Regions from separate parts of the Mus musculus genome. Here all the other regions are linked to region 2. A link is a contact called in public HiChIP or PLAC-seq and promoter capture Hi-C data. All regions are on one chromosome and are shown on one strand. The core of a region is the stretch at or near the end of the contact, and the rest is flanking DNA. Distances in the headings are between cores, read along the strand shown.

Evidence for each region. Promoter capture Hi-C pulls out the DNA fragments that hold promoters and counts their contacts. HiChIP or PLAC-seq counts read pairs in DNA pulled down with a chosen protein or histone mark. Capture Hi-C pulls out chosen DNA fragments and counts their contacts.
Region 1: a contact with region 2 is called in a promoter capture Hi-C map of liver, with 2.6 times the contacts expected there. The contact joins the promoter of Eml6 here to the promoter of 4930505A04Rik in region 2. A contact is called at or near these places in 2 of 39 promoter capture datasets (cranial neural crest and frontonasal cranial neural crest), 1 of 484 Hi-C or Micro-C datasets (uterus) and 2 of 9 other capture datasets (adipose tissue and liver).
Region 3: a promoter capture Hi-C map of the 3T3-L1 cell line shows a contact between it and region 2, with 2.9 times the contacts expected there. The contact joins the enhancer-like site here to the promoter of 4930505A04Rik in region 2. A contact is called at or near these places in 4 of 39 promoter capture datasets (the 3T3-L1 cell line, the C10 cell line, hippocampal neurons and 1 more), 1 of 484 Hi-C or Micro-C datasets (cerebral cortex) and 2 of 115 datasets of contacts at active chromatin or transcription factors (astrocytes and fibro-adipogenic progenitors).
Region 4: a contact with region 2 is called in an H3K4me3 HiChIP or PLAC-seq map of embryonic stem cells, with 6 times the contacts expected there. The contact joins the promoter of Psme4 here to the promoter of 4930505A04Rik in region 2. A contact is called at or near these places in 1 of 39 promoter capture datasets (cranial neural crest), 1 of 484 Hi-C or Micro-C datasets (olfactory sensory neurons), 2 of 115 datasets of contacts at active chromatin or transcription factors (embryonic stem cells and stem cell-derived neural progenitor cells) and 2 of 9 other capture datasets (adipose tissue and pancreatic islet).
Region 5: a promoter capture Hi-C map of embryonic stem cells shows a contact between it and region 2. The contact joins the promoter of Erlec1 here to the promoter of 4930505A04Rik in region 2. A contact is called at or near these places in 2 of 39 promoter capture datasets (cranial neural crest and embryonic stem cells).

Annotation. Positions count from the first base shown.
Region 1 is chr11:30,024,747-30,028,110 of GRCm38.p6, forward strand. It overlaps Eml6 (echinoderm microtubule associated protein like 6), which reads right to left and starts at 1,287. Exons shown (of 42, transcript NM_146016.2): 1 at 1,144-1,287; 2 at 1-354.
Region 2 is chr11:30,470,429-30,473,949 of GRCm38.p6, forward strand. It overlaps 4930505A04Rik (RIKEN cDNA 4930505A04 gene), which reads right to left and starts at 1,401. Exons shown (of 5, transcript NM_001100394.1): 1 at 1,314-1,401. The coding sequence starts at 1,336.
Region 3 is chr11:30,132,869-30,136,135 of GRCm38.p6, forward strand. It overlaps Sptbn1 (spectrin beta, non-erythrocytic 1), which reads right to left. Exons shown (of 35, transcript NM_175836.2): 16 at 3,072-3,267. Among named protein-coding and RNA genes, the nearest start is that of Sptbn1, 85 kb to the right of the region's middle. Within about 2 kb of position 1,468, at least 6 of the 459 cell types and tissues checked have an H3K27ac peak or open chromatin away from gene starts, as enhancers often do.
Region 4 is chr11:30,769,988-30,773,071 of GRCm38.p6, forward strand. It overlaps Psme4 (proteasome (prosome, macropain) activator subunit 4), which reads left to right and starts at 1,788. Exons shown (of 47, transcript NM_134013.3): 1 at 1,788-2,237. The coding sequence starts at 1,996.
Region 5 is chr11:30,952,401-30,955,540 of GRCm38.p6, forward strand. It overlaps Erlec1 (endoplasmic reticulum lectin 1), which reads right to left and starts at 1,731. Exons shown (of 14, transcript NM_025745.3): 1 at 1,514-1,731; 2 at 172-276. The coding sequence starts at 1,675. It overlaps Asb3 (ankyrin repeat and SOCS box-containing 3), which reads left to right and starts at 1,998. Exons shown (of 10, transcript NM_023906.3): 1 at 1,998-2,169.

The DNA of each region.
Region 1 (3,364 bases), core at 37-2,536, 450 kb before region 2:
GCGGGAGAGGAGCCGCCGACGCCGGTGCACAGCAGCAAGACCCCGCTGGGCTCCCCGACTCCTTCTCCCGGGGTCAAGCGGGCCTCGAGGGTACCAGTACCCGCACACACGCCTCACTGCACCTGCGGGCTTTGGGCGGCGGGAGAGGTTCTCCCCGGGGTCACCCGGCCTTTAAAATCAGAGATCTGCATATCCAGACACGGATTACCAGTTCTCCAAGTTTGAGGAGCGCGGGGGGCTTCGCAGCAGGCGGTGGGATTTATTCTGTGACAGGTCTGATCTGACAGGCAGACGGTTACTCCGGTTTACTGCTTTGCCATCACCGTCCTTGGATCCGAAACTGACAGTCTATATCTAGGATGCGAGAACGAGGAAGAGAAAGAATTTTTGCATGTCACCCAGCACAAGAAAATAATTACCAAACTAAAACCAAGTTGTGGGATTTTTGTTTGTTTATTTTTGGTTTTTTTTTTTTTTGATTGTCCACATTTCTCCTTCCATATCCACCTTAATTATAGGAAATACTCCCTAAACACTTCTGGCCGGTAGTTGCTGCTCCAATTTGCAGTAACACTTGCTGTTTCCTCTATAAAGCCAGGGTGAATATGCAATGGTCATTCTTTTAGATGTTCCAATTAGCTGTCATATATGTGTTTAAAATCCAAACCCTCTATGCGCCTTCTCTTCACAGAGAAAATCATAAAAACAAATAAATACTTAACAGCTCTCCCCTAATTAAAGACTCCAATTGCAAGTGTCATAATTTTTTTTTCTCTGAATCGGAGGAAATCCGGCTACCTACAAATGCTCCCGATCGAAAAATAATAATAAAAATAATAAAATAACAGCAACAATAATAAAGTGTCAAAAAAAATCATGCTCCTCTCCCCACGGAGATTTGAGCTAGCTATGAGACCCAAGGGCTCTAGGATCTTGCCTTTAGGTTGGCAGGAGGGGGGGCGGGGTCTCCCGTGGAGCCCGGGTGTCAGCGACACCCCATGCTCAACCTGGCGCCCACTTTTGCAGATCTGAGGGTTGGTAGCCCCAGGTACACCTGGCTCAGGCTCTACGGTCCTAGCGAGTTCCTGCACTCCCACCCGGACCAGCCTCGCACGTAGCATCCCTGCTTTCTCCGCCTCTAACCTCTGCTGCCGGCCTTGCGTCCAGGATCTCGCACCAGCCAGCGAAATCCTCTGCCTGCCCTCCCTCCCTCCCCGCGCTCCCGGGTTAGGTTTCGTCACCGGGGATCTGGGGACCAGCTCTTCCTCCTTCCCTGGCTCCAGGGGCGGGGCCAGCGCAGGGAAGAGTTACGCGGCGAAATTGCGCCGGTTCGGAAACGCAGACGCCTCCTAGGGCCGAAACCTCACCTCCCTTTGCCCGCCTGTTCCCTATGCATCTTGGAAATCGTAGTCCTCTGTAAACCAGCTGCTGAGGCGAGCGCCTCTAGTGTACTACAAGTCCCAGGATTCCATGCATCCGCAGGGCCTTAGTACCGGTGCCAGGGAAGTCTGCGTTTCTCCTATCGGACCCAGCAACTCACCCAGAATGGCGTTGGTGTTCCATGGTGACCCAGGCCAGCGGCATGCGCGTCTGTGCTGAAAGCAGAAAAGATGACGTGGAAAAAAATTCAGGGGCTTTCCTCAGGACTTTCACTTGCGCCAGTCCCAGAGGATTGCTGTAGCCCATCTCTTTCCTTGTTGCAGCACTTGACTAACGCTGTTTCCTACTTCAGTTTCCCCTATTATTCCAAAGGATTCTGATTTATCCAAGTGCAGTGTTACAAAGTTTAAGAAAAATACAGTGGCGTGTGGTCACTCTGTCATGTGTAGGGAAATAAGCGCCTTCCTGTGACCTGCCTTGTGCCCATGCAATAAATTTGGCCGTAAAAAACAGAAGCCAGTGGCTATTCTAAAACTACCTGGAATAAACTAATTTATTCGTTCTGATTTTCAGATTATGGCCGCAGCCAACTTTTGAGAACAGATTTTATAATCCACTTGACTAAGAAGCTACGAAAGGTTGATACTTTTGACTCTTCTGTGTTCAAGATGTTTCTTTATCTACGTGGAGTTTTAATAGGATGCTGTCCTGGTAGGAAAGGCAATGCTATAGATAAGCACCTAAGTGTAGTGAGCTGTTGCCTACAATGTTGAAGAGAAATTGAATACACTTCATATTTTCTGAGAAAACAGAGTCAACAAATTCGAGGAGGTCTCTCTCTCGCTCTCTCTTTAAGACAGTAAGGACACTACTAAACATTAAAACATGGCTTAGAGGGGCTTGAAATGTCTTGGTCTGCTTTCTATTCCTTTAATCATTTATGCAGAATTTTGTTTGTTTGTTTGTTTGGTTGGTTGGTTGTTTGGTTGATGATTCTAGAGGCAAGGAAAACCAAGAACATTGCGCTCATCATCTGATGATGGGCTTAACTACATCCTATGCTGGTAGAGGGCATCACATAGCATGATAGAACGAGAATGCTAACTCCTGTGTCTTTTTAAAGCCATTAGTGTCATGGTCGACCCAACCTCATTGACTTATTGATTTATCTAATGCTGACTAACTCACAGAAGCCTTATCTCCAAATACCATTAACATGTAAATCAGAAAATTGAATTTTAAATATATGGACTTTGTGGAATATGGTCAAACCATAGCAGAAACAAAGTTGAGAGCAAAAATCGAGATGGTGAATTTCGTAGAGAAATAAATTATATATAAGAAGACAAAAACATCTTCCAGAAATAATAAGGAAAAGCTTCATGGAAGAAATATGAAATATAGGCACAATTGAGATAAATTGAAAAAGATAAAAGAGCACTCTGCCTTTTTTTATTAAATAAAAGGGTGTACAAAAATACAGACAGATTTATTTAAAGAGTAAATTTTAAATGGAACTGAACAGAGATGTTTGTACTACTTAAAATAATGAAGAATCTTTAATTCACTTGAAGAGAAAAATAACAATAAACGTAATAGTAATTGGCTGGGTATATTGATGCATACTTTTAATCCCAACACTCTGTAGACAGAAGCAGACAGATCTCCATGAGTTCAAAGCCAGCTTGCTTTACATAGAGAATTCCAGGACAGCCAGGGGCTACATAGAGAGATCCTGACACCACCCCCCCCTCAAAAAAAGTAGTGATCAAAACATGTGGTATCTAATAGTCTGAGGCAGAGCCTGGAGTACTTCTTAAGAGACAGTGGCAATGGCCCAGAAAAAAATAGACATACTCTGTTGAAAAACTAGCAGTGGTAAAAGCCAGGCTGGCTTGGAACCCACACTCTTCTGCCTTCCAAGAACTGAAACTAAAGGAATGTACCACCAGGCCCCGCTGGTCACAGTCATTTGTCACTACAA
Region 2 (3,521 bases), core at 151-2,650:
TCTGTATCAGATCCTTGAAGGAAAGGACTGTAGGTGTTGGTTTACACATTTATGCATTTACTTGGTTCTGTATTTCAAGGTGTGGATGGCTACAGATAAATAAATGCGAAATGCCTGATTCTGTAGAAACATCTTTGTACAATGAAACACCTTATACAGACAAAACACTAATGTGCCTGAGACCCTAGGTTCTATATCAGCAATGCAAACAGTAGCAACAAAACAGAAAGCAGTCAGGCTTGGCTTGGAACCTCTGCCACTTAATATCTAAGGTTCCATTCCTTGATTTATATGAAAGAACAATAGCTATTGTAACTGATGTGAGAAAAAGAGCACTGCTAATGCATTCAGCGGGTCTCTACATGCCAGGTGCTACATGAAGCTCTGAGGATACAGCAGGGAAACAGATGAAAACTCCTGTCTTCACGGGGATTACATTCTAGGGAAGGCAGAGAAGAAATGAAATGGGGCATACACAGTCTATTAGATGGTGCCACATGATAACGACAATTTCCAGCGAGGAAGAGGCATGTAGGTATGTGGGAGGAGAGGCTACGTTTGGGACAGGGTATTTGTGAAGGTGGTAATTGAAAAAAGCAAGGGAGGGATGGGTACAAATTAAGGATATTTGAGGAAGGAACATTCTAGCAGAACCAACTGTAACTGCCAAAACTCTTATCAGAAATGTGTCCATCTTTAGACATAAAGCATGGTCTCCCAAATTATCAGTCAAACACATCTAAAGGTATCAAATAGTAATCTTTGAGGCTTGTTCTTAGGAACTTGTTTCAACCAGTTAGCTGTATGCAGGTGCCAGGGTGATCTAGAGGGCCGTAGCAGGTGTGGTGCGGCAGGCGCAGCCTTGGCTTTACTGTATGTACCCTGTGGAAAACATATTTTTTCCCCTTTTAAAAAGAGGCCATGTTGAAAAGGCTGCAGAGACTAGGGAAGCAAAGCGATGGCTGTATCCATGAGAAGCTGGTACTCGAGACTGAGTGAGGACAAGAGAGGAAGCAATGAACAGTGGAGTATGGATAATTTCAACATTGGAGCCGACAGAATTTGCTGACGAGTTAAATGTGAGGTATGAAGAGTGATTATTTCATGATGGCTTCAAGAAAGCTCAGTAAACGCTGCACTAGGAAAAAAAAAAAAAAAGATACTGTAATCACTCAAACCTTGGAAAGCAGGGGAGGAAACCTATTGGATGTATGTGGCCTGGATCTTATGTGCTGAGCCACTCCCTTAATCTTTTGCAAGAAATAGAAAAGGTTTTCAGAAGGGAAAATAGAAAGCTGAACCCTGGCACTTACTGCTGCTTCTCCTCTCCCTCCATGGCCCCCTCCAGCCTGCCACGTGGCAGCTAGGAGTGTCAAGAGAGAACACTGACCTATTCTTGCTAGAAAGGGGCTCCAGAGCGCTGCCACTGTGACTCCAGCGTTGCTAGGCGACTGAGAGCTCAGGAAGAAAAACACAAGCGACTGGGGACTGTGCGCAAGCGCAGTAAGTGTGCTCTGTTGGGCTTTCGCAGCTGGGTGTGGCTTGCTTCAATCCGGGAGGGAAAGAGTCCCTTGGTTTTTAACTACAGCCTTAGGTTGGACAGTGAGTTTGAAGTTGTAGAGCCCTAAACCTAGTGGGGAATCAGCCCAAAACCTAGTGGGGAGCCAGCCCTGTTGGGTTTGAGGAGTGAGCAAGGAAGGCTTCCAGGTCTCCCCCGCTGCCCGTGGAAACCTGTTTTCCATGAGCACTTCAGAGCTGTGCAAGTCCCGATTCTCATGGGGAAGCTTGGCTATCACTTTTTGACAGAATCTGAAGCTTTAAAATAGAACAAAGGAACGCTGCTCTGCAAATGAGGCTACCTGTAGTTTGTGCATCTGCCCTGTCTGAGCGAGGGTTCAGGAGACTGCAGGTTTAGGCAGACTCCCAGCTTGCATGGCTGCACTTTTCCAAAAGCCCAAGCTCCAGGGAAAAGACCTGGACGATCATCTAGCACCTTGAGCCTGGAAATTTTTACTCCATTTTCCAGTTTCCACTACCAGAGCCAAATGCCCTTGGCACGTGTGATAACTAAACCGTTTTTCTGTATAGGAAAGGAAATGGGGTTAGAGATGTTTCTATTGAACTGAACTCTGCTGTGTATGAGGAATGTGCATAAGCATGGGAAGCCAAAGTCATTTTGTAAATTTATATTCGCGTGGGACAGATGTGGGGTAGTGGAGGCTGGCCTTTTACTCAGGTCCTAAAGTCCTGTTAGGGAGAAGAGATTGTGGATACATTTGACATCCAGCAACCTACATACTTGAGTGTGGACTGTATGTGTCTCTGAATAGGGAGTTATGGGTCACCAAATATGAGGGAAATGGCTTGGAGAACCAGAAAGCTAGGAAGGGAGGGGATGGCATGCATGTTTGCTGAGCCAAGCATTCATTGGACCCACTATCCACAGGGAGAAACGTAGTTGAATCCTAACCATCAAACTGATTATGCACATAGGCCCTGGGAGCAACTGGTGTTTGCCTTGTGGATTCACCTCTTGCTAGCTTGTACATAAGGGAGACATTTAGTATCTCAGAGCCTAAAATTCTTCATTCACAAAATCTGAAAATGCCTAGTGAACTGGCTGGCTTGGTGGTTAACTTTACGTAAGCTAGAGTCATTAGACAGGGAGGAGCCTCAGTTGAAATGCTTCCATGAGATCCAGCTATAAGGCATTTTCTCAATTAGTGATCAATGGAGGAGGGAACAGCCCATTATGGGTGGTGCCATTCCTGGGCTGGTGGTCCTGGGTTCTGTAGGAAAGAAGACTAAATAAGCCTTGTGAAACAAGCCAGTAAGCAGCACCCTTTATGGCCTCTGCATCAGCTCCTACTTCCAGGTTCCTGCCCTGCTTGAGTTCTTATCCTGACTTCCTTTGGTGATAAACAGTGATGTGGACGTGTAAACCAAATAAACTCTTTCCCCACCAACTTGCTTTATGGTTATGGTGTATTGTGTAGCAATAAGACCACAACTGAGAGATCCAGAGTTACTGTCAAGTATAGATATAGATTCACTGTTCTAAGAGCAGTGGCTTACTGCTTTATTTTATGACCTTCATGCCACATGCCAATGAAACTTTTCAGTCATGAAGAATGAGGTTGGGGCTGAAGAGATGGCTCAGAGGTTAAGGGCACTGGTTGCTCTTCCAGAAGTCCTAAGTTCAATTCCCAGCAACCACATGGTGGCTCACGACCATCTGTGAAGGGATCTGATGCCCTGTTCTGGTGTGTCTGAGGACAGCTGCAGTGTACTCATATACCTAAAATAAATAAATAATTCTTTTTAAAAAAATTCTTTAAAAAAATGAAAGAATGAGGTTATGTTGTTTGAAAGAAAAACGGATGCAAGTAAAGAGAATCACTTATTATAAGTCTCCGATAAAAATTATATATATATGTGTATATATGTTTACATACACACACACACACATATATATATATATATATATATATATATATATATATATATATCAAAAGTAGAAA
Region 3 (3,267 bases), core at 218-2,717, 340 kb before region 2:
GGTTCAGCCCAGTTTCAGTGGAGACCCAATCATTCTGGAGGTGTCAATAACCAGGGAACCACCAGCATGGTCAGCAACAGTGTGGCGTGGCACTGACTTGAGCATAGGAGACAAGCTGTTGTGCAGTGGATGGCTGCAAGACCTGTTGAAACCCAGCAAATCCTGAGTGGGTCTCAGAAGTCTGACACTCAGCTTCCTACGACTTTGAGGTCACTGGAACTACCTCTGGTTCTTCCTTCTTTAATTAAGAAAGCATCTAAGAATTTTTTTATATGAAAGAAGTCATAGTTGAACGTCCGTGGACTTTCACAGAGACTTTGAAATTAAATAAAAATGGGTATTTCAAAGAGAATATAGATAAGAGAGGCTCGACTTAAAGACTGTGGGATTTTTTGATTGCTTTATATTGTCATATTAATATTAGCATGGCATTTTGAAGACCACAAGAAAGAGAGACTATTGCTTAATAAATGGTGTGTTTGTGTGTCAAGTCCAAAGGGTGTCAAGTGTGCTGGCTAGTTTTTATGTTAACTTGACACAGGCTAGCTAAGTCATTTGGAAAGAGATAACATCAATTGAGAAAAATGCCCCATCAGATTTACTTGTGGACAAGCTTGTGGTATAAATTCTTGATTGATGATTGATGTGGGAGGGCCCAGCTCAGTCCAGGCAGTGACACCCCTGGGTGGGTGCTCCTGGGTGCTATAGGAAAGCAGACTGACAAGTCATGAGAAGCAAATTAGTGAGCAGCACTCCACTATGGCTTGGCTCCAGGTCCTGTTTTGACTCCTTGCCCCCCCACTTCTCTGGAGATGGGCAACAAGCTGTAAGCTGAGAATAAACCATTTCCTCTCCAAGTTGCTTTTGGTTATGGAATTTTATCACAGTGATTGAGACCCTGACTACAACAGAGGGATTTTTGTATCAAGCTGGATAGAGGTTCATGCTGCACTACCCTGTGTCTGGACAATGCTGCAACCTTCCCTTTGCGCAGAAGCCTCCCTCCCATTTTCAGACCCTCAGGGAAGGTTTGGGGCTCTGATGTCACCTGCACCCATATTTTCTCAGCATACTTTACATTCCATAAGAAGGCTTTGTGGAAGTGCCTTTGAGCAAGAAAATAGACCTGAAGGTTTAGATATTTAATTATCTTGCATCTCTACAGCCTCTGGAACTCCCAGGTCTGTCTACAAAAATCCTTTTTCTTTGGTTTTAAATCCAGGGGCCTTTAGGGATAATGAAGTGATACTAGACTCGTGTTTATGTCAGCTGTTAAAAAAACAGATGGATGTGGAGTCAACAAGGGAGCCCTCTCCTCCCATTTTTTGTTTAGCAATAGTAAAGAATGTTCTTTCTACTTCATTTTTTTTTCTACTTCATTTTTAAATTGAGAAATCCTTGCTGGGTGTGGTGGTACATACCTCCTTCCCCCCACAGGGTTTCTCTGTGGAGCCCTGGCTATCCTGGAGCTTGTTCTGTAGACTCAGAGATAATCTCAGTACAGAGGCAGAGGGAGAGAGGCAGAGAGAGAAGCAGAGAGGCAGAGAGAGAAGCAGAGAGGCAGAGAGAGAAGCAGAGAGGCAGAGGCAGAAGAGATCTCTGAGTTTGAGGCCAATCTACAGAGCGAGTTCCAGGATAACCAAGGACAAACAGAAATGCTTTCCTGAAAAACAAGAACAACCCTGAGCTATCCTAAGGAAGCCCTGAAGTGCAGCAGCTAGCTGTCTCCAGAGTCACCGGCTTCCAACAGCCCTGTACAGCTGCAGCACAGTGCAACATATAAATAAGCTATGGAGGTAGAAAGCTAGCAGCATGTTTGTCCAAATGCACATGTCTAAGAGCTACTTCTGCCTTAGGGACCCAGCATCTGCACCTCATGCAGAGGAACACGGCATATTACACTCACAAAAGGAGACCTGACATTAGAAAAGAAGGAATTCTTTTCTTTTCTTTTTCTTAAATATTAGGAACTGGAGGATCTTTGGTTCTCACATTCACTTAAGATTTTGATAGAACTTTTGTTTATTCTTCAAAGCATCACACACACACAACTATAGTAAAAGTTATATTGTATCTTATAGGTGTACCCTTAGAACATATACAAGCTCCAACTAAAGTGCAAGAAAATTGGAACTGGGAATGAAGGCAACTCCCCTCTGTACCTTGTCTTATTTTTGAGTAGAATTCCCAGGAGACCCTTTGGGATGCTGAAAGCAAGACACTGTGGCAGTAAGCAGCTCTTTGAACTGCATAAAGACAGATGAAAAGCCCTGATATCACTCTCATGAAGACCTTAAATTCAGTCTAAACTGCAGGCAAAAGGTAACTGTTACAACAGAGGCTAATGACTGTCTACATGAGCAGCCCACAATGACTCTCATCAGTGCAGCTCAACACTGGACTGCTCAGGCCTCCTCTGTACTTTAACCAGTACAGGGCAGGACTCAGATACAGAAAACACAGACCTTTAAAAACTAGGGAGACAAGCTTTTAGGAGAGAAGAGGAAGAAGAAGAGATGATGCCCAACTGTCTAATCCTGGAGAATGCCCTAGACTAGGAGAAAATATCTTTTTCTATCATCTTAGGGTGTGCAGGTAGAGCATATGACAGCACCAGCTATGTCCATTTTTTAATAAAGGGCAGATGCTGTCTCTCCATAGCTTTCTTCAGTGCTCAGGACAAGCAAGTCTCACCTTCCTTCTTTCCTTTCTCCTTACAGGTGCCTGAAGAATGTCACATGGATGAAGGAGAATATGGCCTGGGCCAGGAAAACTCTGGCTTTCAAGGTCCCCTCAAGTGAGCCACCATGAGAATTCTGCAAGAGTACAGCTTATGGAGGACGGGCTTCGAGGCCTTCTTTTGAGGACATCTATAAACACTTCACAAGAATCAAACTAAGGGAGCCACGTACCAGGCACTCACTTGTTGGATGAGTTGATGCAATTCTGATAAATACCTATAGATTGCTCTCTGGGAAGCTCAAACCCACAGTCCCAAGGACTCTGCGTTAGTGGCTGGAAGTTTAACAGTCCAGAGTATAGTTCAATTCCAACATTCAAAAATGCTGTACCTGTCGTCAATAGAGTCCACCTTCTCCTGGATGCGGTCGGAGTTGATGTTCCCATCGCTCACCAGTCTTCGGCCAGTCTCCACAACAGCATTGATCTTCTCCTCGTTGGCATCCATGGTGGTCATGAAGTCCTCCTGCTTTTTAATGGCTGCTTCAGCTCCTTCCAGGGTGGTGGGCATTTCAGTATGAGCCAAAA
Region 4 (3,084 bases), core at 538-3,037, 300 kb after region 2:
CTTAACTTCAACACTCACGTCTTAACTTGCCAACCAGGATGCTAGTTACCCATGTACATGTCTCTTTCTGCCAAGTAGGATGTCAGTTCCCTGGGCCGTCTTGGGAAGTTAAACTTTACTCAATCTCTACTCAAAATGGAAGTCTTATTCCAAATAGCTTCTTTTATTGGTGTAGGCCTCTCTTTTATGTTGGGGTCTATTCCAGGGGCAGCTTATAAAAGCAAAAACCATAAAAGGTCATACACAGGTGCAAGAAGTGCTGTCTGGTGGTTGGTTCCAGTCCAAGGTTATTGCTGCTAACTATACAAAGCAGTTCTAACTGACTTATATTGTGGTTGGTTTCCAAGAACACCAAAACACAGAATGCCCCATCAACTCGGGCATGAGAAAGTTTCCTTATAATATTAGTAACAGCACAAAATGGGTGGCTAGACACAGGTCTTAACACATAGCAGTTTCATAATAGCCATGGCTACAGAGTAAAATCCAGTCTCAAAACAAAAACAAAAACAAAAAAACTAAAACAAAACAAAAAACCACAAACAAAAAAACAAAACCAAAAACAAAAACTAAAAGAAACAAAAGTAAATTTTATTATGCTGCCCTTAGGCTTATTGTTTTTTAGACATTCTCTTTTGAGATGGTGACTTTTTTTGTAAAATATTTTCTTGAAGATCTAGGGATGGAACTCAGCTTAGGAAAGAGGCCAACCACTAGTAGAACTCATAGACCAGCTGGTAATCCTTGTCTGTTTTTTCAGTTAGTTAGTTAGTTTGTTTTGTTTCGTTTTTTTGTTTAGCTCAGGTTGGCTTTAAGCTACAACCCTCCTGCTCTTGAGTTTCCAAATGCTGGGATGACAGGCGCATGTTACAATGTCCTCTCTTAGAAATTTCTTGTTATTTTTAAGATCAATCTCAATTCTCCAGCATTTACTTCTTAGTCTCAATACATGTATTCACTCCCTTCTGGCAAGCAATCTTTAACCAGCCTGAATCTTGAGTTATCAGAAAGCAAGCTTGCAGCCTCAGTCTTTTCTGTCAGCTGATAATTATTTCTTCCTCCTTTCTTTATCGAAATAACATTGCCATCAACCTTACAGATTAATTTAAAAATAACTTCTATGAAGGTGATATGCCTTCATTTAGAATTCCCAGGTATCTCGGTACTTATCCAGTATTTACCAATGCATTATCTTGTAATTTATTAGTTTGTTGCCAGGAAAGGCCTCTACGTCCTTAAGGGCAGAACTAGGCGTTCTTAAACTTTCTATAGGGACCTTAAATGAGAAGATGACACACAAAGTATATTTGTTGAGTAACTTTTTTGGAGGGTGGACGGGGAAATATCAGAAAGGTGGGGGGTAAAAGGACAGAGGAACACAGGGTACTATTGTGTATACAGATTCTTCCATACACGTTTTTTTAAAGATAGTGTCTCCTGTTGCCAGTAGGAAGCAGAGGTTGGCCTAGAACTCTTTGTGCTCATACTGCTTCGCTGTCCACACTCCCGCCCCCGGCTGGGATACAAGCTGCTCTTCCGTAAACTGGCCCAGAAGAGAGGATACTGAGCGTGGAGAGGTAGTCGGATTCCGTGTCTCTGGATCCTGCTGGAGCAGAGTAGGGTCTCTTGTTTCTCGCCGGCAGCCTCGCGTGGCAACCCCAGTCGCTGACACCAAACTCGGCTGACTGCAAGAAAGCAGCCAGGTTACCTCCTCCCCGCCTCCGTGGCCCCGCCCCGGAAGTGACTTGAGGCCGGTCCGGAACCTCCCGGCGCTGCGGCTGCAGCGTCACCAGAAGAGCCGGAGGGGTCCGGGCCGAGCAGCCGCTGCCACCGCCAACGAACCGGGTGCCGCGCGGGGTCCAGCAGCGCGCCGGGCAGCCGGGGCGGGAGGGGGGCCCAGCGGTCGGGCCGAGGGCGAGGCGACGCGGACGAGGCTGAGCCCGCAGCGGGGCGGGGGCCGGGGCCGGGGGTCGGGCCGGGGGCGGCCCCGGGCTAATGGAGGCTCCGGAGCGGGCGGGCGGCGGGGAGCCCCCCGAGCCTGGCGGGCGGCCGGTACTGGGCCCGCGGGCCTTCGTCCCGCAGAAGGAGATCGTGTACAACAAGCTTCTGCCCTATGCCGAGCGGCTGGACGCCGAGTCCGACTTGCAGCTGGCACAGATCAAGAGCAACCTGGGCCGGGCCGTGCAGCTCCAAGAGCTGTGGCCCGGGGGCCTCTTCTGGACGCGGAAACTCTCCACGTAAGTGGGCTGAAGCCGTCGGCGGGCCGGGCTCTTTGTCTGCGCTGCTGGTGCTGCTCAACTCTGTTCTGTCCAGACGGCGCTGACCTGGTGCAGGATTCCAGGGGCGCGGCCGAGTCCGGGGAGACCCAGTCTCCTCGTTGCTTTCCGTGGGACTTCTGGGTCCTGTCGGTCGCCTCTCACGATCAGCGTTCTGGTCCTTTCTCTTGACGTGCCAGGCTCTGGGGAGCCACAGGCGTACCCGGGCATAGGGACGAGCGGCTCCCATTGGTTCTCCCTGGGGTTCTGCGCTTGGAGCTGCGGGATAGAGAGCTTCGGTCTTTGGGGAAGCGACTCCTGTCCTTGCTTCTGTGGTTTTTTTGGGTTTGTTGTTTGTTTTTTGTTTTTGTTGTTGTTTTGTTTTGTTTTTCCTTCCTCGTCGATCCACTTTACACTTCTTACCGTAGGAAGTAGGGACAGTAAGAGGTTGTGTGTGTGTGTGTGTGTGTGTGGTGTGTTTTTCTGTGTTACTATGTTTCTTGGGGGTCTGGGTTGCTGTTCTGGCTTCCTGGATTTAATTGAAACGATTCGTTTCAAATGGACAGTCAGCGCATTCTCGGATTGAGTAGACGTTGAGAATGTTGTCTTAGAATTCTAGGAAAAGTGTATGTTCCTGTTGTGACATTTCCTCGGTCACGACTTCGCTTATTCTAAGGCAAATAGTGAAGAGCGCTGTTAGGTTGATCCCGGGCTTTGTTGGCCAGACTGTGTGGTTTTGAGTTGGTTAGTTCTTTTGTTTTCCGTACGCACTAGCCGCAAATTATAGCGTCATTAGAATTAGAACGGGGGAAAAGTAATGATGGAGCAA
Region 5 (3,140 bases), core at 481-2,980, 480 kb after region 2:
TGTGAACATCACACTTGCCTGGTTGCTAATTTTTCTAAAATAAATTCCCAATTTAATATTTTTTGCTACAAGGCTGTTGAGACGCTTGTTACTTATTTTAATATATGATCATAAGGCTGTAAAATGCATCTTTAGTTAGAGAGATCAGCAATATATGTATAAAAAACATACCTCATCCCCACTTGTCACAAGTGGAAGTATACATTTGTATTTTTCTTTATGAGCAGTTGTCATGATGATGTAATTATCTTCTTTATACAAAACTCCAGTTGTAGGCTAGAAACAGAATCAAAAGCATACATTATTTTTTGTCAGTTAAGGTGCTTTACCCTGAATACATTCAGTGCTCTTTAGAACAAAGGTTCCTCAAGTAAATTGACCAGTTCTACTGAAGATTGTTAAAGCACATTTTCAGATGTAGGCAAAATAGTGTAAACATCTTTAAATGATAAGGAGGAAATTAAAAACTGTATACTGTTGTCCTATCTAACAGAAAAGATAAAGTTTGGGCTGTAAAAGAAAACTAGTAAGGCAATAGATTGAAGTTTAAATGCTAATTAATACATACATTGAGGCTATACATTGTGGCACACACCTTTAAGCCCCGCCCTCAGGAGGCCGTGGCAGGCGGATCTGTTTAAGTTCTAGTTTGCACTTGTTTACTTTTTTGGCGGTGCTGGCAATGGAATCCAGATCTAGGTGTGTGGTAAATTTGTCTGTAGTAGTTACACATGGATAGACATTTCAGCACTACAATCATTCAAAACTGAATTTCCATTCTTGTTAGATTATACACCAAAATCTCGTATTCTAGGACTGGAGAGATGCCACAGAAATTAAAAACACATTATTACTCTTCTCGGAGGGGTGAGTACAGTTCCCAGTTCTCACATTGGGAGCCTCACAGCCACTGGCTCTTTCATTCTTGCCTTTTTACACAATACACATTAATTAACGATCATAAAATCCTTTTTAATCTCATGTTCTAGAGTCCTAAATAATAGTGGTAATACATTCAAGCCTCTAGTCTATTCTGCATGGCCAGTAGTATTCCGCATATAAGCTCACTAATATCTTCCAAACCAAATAGCCCTCTCAAATGCCTTAAGGGAAAAGATTCTCAGAAGCTGTATACGTCGTTTTTAAGTGTGTGTTGGAGAGAAAGAATGAATAGAGATGGGACTCCTGTCTGTTGGACGGTTGTGCGGGTAGGGTGATGTGCTAGTTAATTCTAAAACTTCCTCCACAGAGTGGGGCTGTAGAGAAGCCAGATCTAACGTAATGAGATTTAAAGGAGGGAGATGAAGTGACCGCTGATCTCCTAGTTAGTATGGAGGGCATATCCACTTAGTGTGCTAAACGAATTAATGAATGAACGAACACACTTAGGCTTGGGGTCGATAAATGCTTGGGAAAAAAAGGTTCTGGAAGAAAAAGCTAAGGAATCGAGGGCTGGCCCGAATGCTTCGTGCCAGAAAGAGGGGAGAAGGCTGCGGCTCGTGAGGGCACTGACCAGAGAGAACTCGGTACCAGGCCAGTTGACTCGGAAGGGGATGTCGTCGCTGAGCTGGGGCAGCGCTCGGCCGCCGCCGGACGCCTCCAGGAGACCGTACAGAACCAGCAACAGTGGCCCTCCGGGGACCAGGCTCCGCAAGCCGCCGTCTCCTTCCTCCATTGCCGCGTCCTCCAGCCACCGTCACAACCTCCTCTACCAGAGGAGAACAGGAGGAGGGGAGGAGGAGGGGGAGGAAGGGGGGGAGGAGGAGGGGGAGGAGGAGGGGGAGGAGGAGGAGGAGGAGGAGGAGGAGGAGGAGGAGGAGGAGGAGGAGGAGGAGGAGGAGGAGGAGGAGGAGGAGGAGGAGGAAGAAGAGGAGGTACTACAAAGCGTCCTTAGTGCAGGGGACCCAACCGCCGCCGCCACGTCTCCTTGCAGACGGCTGGGCAAAGCCGCCTCCGCCTTACAAGGGCTTGGGGCCACCGCTTCCGGGGCAGGCAGCACATCAACATCCGGGGTTGTTGAGTCGGTGGCCTACGGAAGCCCGCGCTTGGGTCGCGTTGCATTGCGTTGCTGCTGTAGCATCCTAGCGGTTGGACTCAAACGCAGAGGCCCGGGACTGACGCCGGTTGAACGGGTCTGGAGACGGCGCTTGGACGAAGCGGCCCGGCCAGGTGAGTCCTGGCCCGCGCGCTCAGTCCAGCCGCTAGGGACTCTCGGGATTTGGGGGTGAGTGGGCGGCGGCCCGCTCTCAGAAAGCAAGTAGAGAACCGAGCTGTGCAGAGTCGAAGTAGAACTTACAGTTCCGACTGAGCTGCCTACCCTCCAGTCTTTTGCTATTTGCACTCTCCATCTTCTCTCCAGAAGCTTCTCTTAGTTTCTTTTGATGGCGACTGTTGTCACGTCTGTCTCAGATGCTGTGTGTTTGGGGACACCCCCAGTGACACCTGCCACGTCCTTCGACTTTGGCATAGATTTGTTGGGTGGCTAGGCGCGTACAGTCCTGCATTTTTACTTCAGGAGAAGTTTTCCCTCCCTTGACTCAAGTGTTGGACTGTTGTTATTTTACTTAAGTCCAGAAAGTTTATGTCAAGGCCAGAGCCAGGTGAATGTGAAGTTATGAATCAAGTTACAGCAGACTGAATATAGACAGAAAGTTTTGGTTTTTGTCCCCTTCTTGAAAAAAGAAAATAATGTCCACATTTTTTTTCATCTCCTGTGTAATAATTTTACAGTGTTTGCCATAGAACATTTGGTAAGGACTGCCCATGTTGTGGTGTTAAAATCCACTGGGAGAAGAGACTTAGACTCAATTCAAATTTAGACTAAATGAACTTATTCTTACTGTTGGCAGAAGGAAGGGAGCCATAGAGCAAATACAGCCCACCATGCAAAAGGTGAATTAAGGTGGGGCTTTAAGGAGGACATCTGAATTACATGGATTACTGATATCCATGGAGTCTACATCTGATCAGGAAAATTGTCTCACTTCTCTCAGTTGTTTCTTACTTTCTCATTATACAGTAATAAAAAAAAAAAAACCATTTTATCCCTTCCCCAAAGCGATAGTAAGTTTTACAAAAGGCAAGCAGCCTTTAATGCTTTATAGCCCCATTGTCTGATTCTTATCTATCCATTAGGATCT